Regions from separate parts of the Bos taurus genome. Here region 1 is linked to region 2. A link is a contact called in public Hi-C data. All regions are on one chromosome and are shown on one strand. The core of a region is the stretch at or near the end of the contact, and the rest is flanking DNA. Distances in the headings are between cores, read along the strand shown. Region 1 overlaps PDE6B (phosphodiesterase 6B). Region 2 has its middle 43 kb from the start of CPLX1.

Region 1 (2,789 bases), core at 145-2,644, 140 kb after region 2:
CCAAAGTTCTGTACCCCTGGGGCCTCTCGTCCAGCTGGTGCTGCAACATGGGCCGTGGGAACCGAAGCTACAGCTGGCCAGTCAGCCTCACGCAGCAGATCTGAAATTCCCACATCCCAGGGCCAAGTCTATGGTTTCTTTGTTGTTTCTCTTGCCTCTGACTAAAGTGGCCAAGACACCTTCAAAAAGGGGTTGATGGGAGCCCCTGAGGCAGAGTCCATGGGAAGAATGACCAGGGCTGATCGACAGTGATTCTTGACCAGGGAGGGGGCCTAGGACCCTGGAGGATTGCTAAGATCTGTGCGAGGGAGGGGCAGGCCCTGTGCAGAGAAGCGCTTTAATTTGCAATTGGGGCTCCCCTACAGCGTGAGGAAGAAGTGGGCACCAGACTGAATCGCAGGCAATGTGGGAGCCAGGCTTTGTTCATTTCAGTCTTTTCTTTTCAAAGAGAGCTGTGAGGTAGAGCTGTGAAGTAATTAGAGTTCTTTAAAATGCTGTTCAGAGTGTAAGGTCTCAGAGGTGGCTTTCTACTGGGGTTAGGCGACATCTGAGTGGAAATCAAAGTATTTAATTGAGACATGAACACCCATTGTTGGAAGTCCCCTTTATAATTCTCACATCTGTACATGAATGTGGTCTGAAGAGCTGGAAACATCGGGTCTCTGGATGGTCGTGTTTCCTAAGTGTCAGGGATTCATTTGCTGGAATGATATTTATTGCCTGCCTTAGGACTGGTATAACTGGATGATAGAACAGACAAAAATCCTTGACTCTTAGATTCATTTTCTAATGCGGGGAGTGTAGGCTAGAACATAAACAAACAAAGCAACCAGATGGCTTGTCACGGGGAAATGAGCAAATGCAGGGGGTCCAGCAGGTGGAGGTCGACGGAGTGGGGAGATGCAGGGCTAGAGTGAGGAGGTGCTCAGGTCAGGGGCGACCTGTCTACAAAGGAGCCATGGGATGTGTGGGGCAGTGTTCTTGGCAGAGGGACCAGCAAGTCCATAAGCCCTTGAGAGGAGCATGGCTGGGGCAGGATGGTGGAGTATGGAGAGGTGGGCAGGGGCTGCAGGAGAGGCCCTGAGGGCCCCCCCAGTGATAGGACCTAAGTTTTCAAAGTGTGGCTCTGACTGAGTTGAGTTGGGGTGGCTAATGAGAGAGGCAGAAGGAGAGGGACCCTGAGACAGTATGCAGGAAGAGGAGCTGAAAAGTGAGGGTATCCAAAGCAAGGGCTAGGGGCTCAGAACATGACAGGCAGAAAATTAGAAACTTGGCTTCTCCAGAGATCCAACTTCCCTGGAAGGAACACAGCCCCTGGGTGAGATCTGCTGGGGGAAGGTATGTGTGGTGGGGCAGAGTCAGAAGATGCTCCCAGGCTTGCCTCCCACACCCACACCTGGGCTGTGTGGGGTGGGTTTGAATCTTGGCCTGAGGCCACTGCTTGAAGCTGCAGATAAGAATCTGGGGAAATGTCCTCACAGCAGTTAGGTTAAGGGGCCTGGTTGAGAGGAAGCTGAGAGAAAGGCAGCCTCAAAGCCAGGGTAGGATGAAAGCCACTCAGAACCCCTCCCAGGGGGATGGCCAGGCCTCACCAAGGGCAGAGGAGCATGCGGTGAGCATATGGGAAGAAATAAGGGCTGGAATTTAATGAAATACTTGAATACTACCATCCAGGAGGTTCAACACACACCAGATAGGATGAATTCAAAGACACCCAGACTATAATCAAGCTGTTGAAAGATGGAGAGACTCTTGAAAACAATGAGAGAAGAGAATCATCACACACAGGGGATCCTCACTAAGTGTATCAGCAGATTTCTCATCTGCTCTCATTTCAGCACAGAATCTGCTGAAACTTTGGGGACTAGAAGGCAGTGACCTGGTGTATGGTGGTTTAGTTGCTAAGTCATGTCCGACTCTTGCAACCCCATGGACTGTAGCCTGCCAGTCTCCTCTGTCCACGGGATTCTCCAGGCAACTCCACTCCACTGGAGTGGGTTGCCATTTCCTTCTCCAGGGGATCTTCCCGTCCCAGAAATCGAGCCTGGGTCTCCTGCATTGCAGGCAGATTATTTACTGATTGAGCTAGTCTTCCCAATCCAGGCATCAAACCCAGCTCTCCCATGTTGCAGGAGGATTCTTTACCAACTGGGCCACCAGGGAAGCCCAGTCTGGTGTATTCAAAGTGCTAAAATTAAAAAAACCAAAAACCTGTCAATTAAGAATCTTGTATCTGGGAAAACTGCCCTTTAAGAGTGAGGGAGGAATTAAGACATCTCCAGAAAAACAAAAGTTGAGGGAATAAATGACCACTACAATTTCGCAGCAAGAAATGCCCTCCAGGTAAAATGAAAGGACCTCAGAACTAGAATTATTATAACAATGAAAACTAAAATATTGCTGAAATAAATTAGAGAAGACACAAATAGTTAGAAAGACATTCTTTGCTCATGAAATAGAAGACCCAATGTTGTTACCATGTCAGTACTACCCAAAGTAACCTACAAGTTCAATTAATCCCTATCAAAATCTCAATGGTGCTTTTGCAGAAGTATAAAAACACATTCTGGAGTTATATAGCAGCTCAAGGGATCGTGAATAGTTAAAACAATCTTGAGAACAACTAAAGCTGGAGGACTCATATTACCTGATTTGAAAACATAGTACAAACCTACGTTAATCAAAACATGATACTGGCATAAAGACAGCCATATAGACCAATGGAAAGCTTACAGAGTCCAAAAATAAACCCTGGCATATATTATTTTGACAAAAAAATCCAAGACCAT
Region 2 (2,700 bases), core at 177-2,676:
TCCCCTCCCCACCCAGCTGTGACGGTATTCACTGTCCTGGACCCACTGCCCCTTGCCTCTACCTCAGAAAGGGGACAGAAGCCTTTGTAGCCAGTTCTGGCTTTGGGATTTGCAAGCCACCATCCCCAGCACGGCTGGTCTCAGTGGGGCACCCCAAAGTGCCCCCACCACTGGCCTCCATTCCCCCACCTCTACCCTCCTCCCCCTACCCCCAACCCGGCCCGGACTCACCTCAGTCCTAAGCAATGACTCAGATGTGCTGGTCACCTGAATTGCCTTCCCTGGGAACCCCAGGCAGCCCTTCCCCAGTGTCTGGTGGGGCAGACCCCTTAGTCCTCTCCCTGAGGACTCCCGGGAGAGGCACTTGCTCACTCCAGGTTGCTGAGCCCCTGTGATGCGCAGAGCTCTCCTAGGGCCTGGGGAAAGTGGAGGTCTTTCCTCCTGGGACTGATTGTTCCAATGGCAGGAGATAAACGATGAATACGTAGGTGGTGAGGTCTTTCTGAGGAAATTGAGTAGGATAAGGGGCAGAGAGGATGGTGAGAGTGGTTATTTCACCTCTAGGGAGGTGAGGTGTGCAGACAGACCCCAAGGAAGAGAGGAGGAGCCCTATGGGACCCAGGCAGAAACAGCAGTGCCAGGGCCCCGAGTCAGGATCTGGCTGAACATTTCCGAGTGGCCATGGGGACTCTGGCTGACCGTGGCCTTGCCCCTGGGCTTGCTTTAGGACCATACTGCCTCTTCTGGAGCCCCTTTCCTTTCAGGACATTTAGCTCTGTTTCGACAAAGCAGAGCACACTTTGATACCTGCCCCTCCAGAGCTGTCCACTCTGCAGGCAGCCAGCCCCGGGCAGCGCTCTGCTTGGATTTGCTGTCTCTCCTCGCAGGCGCCCTGCATCGGAGAGCTGTTTGAGTCACCAGCCACTTAACTATCAAGGCTGTCAGGGCACATTTTTAAAGATCTGGCAATTAAGGACCATTTTGTCTAGTTGTGCTAATCCGCAGCTAGACAATCCTGCTGTCCACAGTCGCAGCCAGCGGGACTCAGTGAACCCTGGGTCTGGGCCACCTGTCCACTCAATTTGGAATCTGCTGCACTCCTGCCTCAGGCGGTTCCCGTCAAGTCTGAAGGGAGGAGTAGCCTCTGGGGTGAAGGCTGGGTCCTTGGAGCCGGGCTCGCACTTGGCCGAGGGGCCGGGGTTGAGGGGTCAAACCGAGGGGGCAGGTTTGGGCAGAACTCGGGGCGGTGGTCGGGATGGGAGATGGGTGAGAGTCAGGGTGGGCCGGGCTGGAGGAGGGATGCGAGACGCCACGCTGCGGGGCCGAGCCGGGAGCGGGACTGGGGATGGGCTCGGGCTTCCTCAGTGCCTCGCCAGTGTCGGTCAACATCTACGCGGTCCGGAGGGTGGAAGGGTCTCAAGGCAGGATCCAGAGCCGCTTGAACTGGTGCGGAGTCCAGGCGCCTGGGCCCCGCCCTTCCCCTCTGCCCCTCCCCTCCCCTCCCCTCCCATCCATAGGCCCCGCCCCTCCCGTCCCTCCCCGCCCCTCCCGCCCCTCCCCGCCCCTCCCGCCCCTCCCGCCCCTCCCCGCCCCTCCCGCCCCTCCCCGCCCCTCCCGCCCCTCCCCGCCCCTCCCGCCCCATTCTTCGGCCCCACCCCTCCTCGCCCCTGGCTGTCCTGAGCCAATCAGCGAGTGCCGGGTAAGGCCGCTGCGATTGGCTCCGAGAGGGTCACGTGCCACAAGCCTGGCTAATCCGAGCCCCCGAAACGAGAAAGCCGGAAGGGCGGCCCGCGGCAGGTCGGGCCCGCTACTTGGGCTCGGCACCCCGGATCGCTCTCTGGGCTAGGCTGACCCGGAGTGAAGAGCGGAACTTCCGCGTCCCACGGACCGCCTGTTGAAGGGCGGGCAGCGGGGTCCAGGCGGGGCGCTGACTCAGGGCCCAGGAATTCCGGCGCTGGAGAGACACGCCCGGCCTGGCCCGCACAGCTTGTCCAGGGACCGACGGCAGAGATCTCCACCCTCGCCCCGGGAGCTCATCCCTCCTGCGCACCGGCCCTGCTCCCTAAATTGACCGCCCTCCGCCCAGGTGAGGGTGTAAGGCCTGGTGGTCCCACGCTGGATAAGCGGAGATCTGTACTTGTCTGGCTACAGTCCAAAGGGTCGCAAGAGAGTCGGTAAAGCCTGCGGCACCATGGGAGCTGGAGGTGGAGCTGAGGAGGGGGCTTGGGGGTGCCCGAGCCTCCAGTGGCAGTGCTGGCCAGTTGGTGGGTCATCACGCTGTCTCCTGATGCTTGGGGAAGAACCAGAGCCCCAGGCACCTAGAACCTTTGCCGTCATATCACTTGTCCCGGAGGATGAAGCCTGCTGGGATTCTGGAGCCCCCGCTCGGGGCTGATCATCAGCCTCCAGGCCCCACTGGTGCCCAGAGTGACTTTTCTCAGCCCCAGAGGATGAGGCATGGGAGTTGAAGTTGAGTTTGATTTCTGCAAAATAAACACTGTTTCTTGCATGCTTGAGTGAGTGCATTGAGGTTTATGCTGTGGAGAGGGCAAAGGTCTATGCCAGGAAAGAGAAGGGCCTGGTCTGGCTGGGGAAAGGCCTGGAGGCCGGGATGGGACAGGGTGAGACCTTGGCAGCAGCCCCTGGCTGCCGCCCTGCTGCCATAGGAGACCCAGGGCTGGGGGACATCTGGGCACACTC

Evidence for each region. Hi-C and Micro-C count contacts between places; a contact is called where the count stands out from the background.
Region 1: a contact with region 2 is called in a Hi-C map of germinal vesicle oocytes, with 9 times the contacts expected there. The contact joins two enhancer-like sites. A contact is called at or near these places in 2 of 11 Hi-C or Micro-C datasets (germinal vesicle oocytes and liver).

What each region holds. Positions count from the first base shown.
Region 1 is chr6:117,668,352-117,671,140 of ARS-UCD2.0, forward strand. The region is part of intron 3 of PDE6B (phosphodiesterase 6B); the gene reads right to left. Among named protein-coding and RNA genes, the nearest start is that of PDE6B, 16 kb to the right of the region's middle. Within about 2 kb of position 1,395, at least 1 of the 102 cell types and tissues checked has an H3K27ac peak or open chromatin away from gene starts, as enhancers often do. A contact at or near this core is called in germinal vesicle oocytes, where this site is marked.
Region 2 is chr6:117,531,590-117,534,289 of ARS-UCD2.0, forward strand. No RefSeq gene overlaps it. Among named protein-coding and RNA genes, the nearest start is that of CPLX1, 43 kb to the left of the region's middle. Within about 2 kb of position 1,427, at least 93 of the 102 cell types and tissues checked have an H3K27ac peak or open chromatin away from gene starts, as enhancers often do. A contact at or near this core is called in germinal vesicle oocytes, where this site is marked.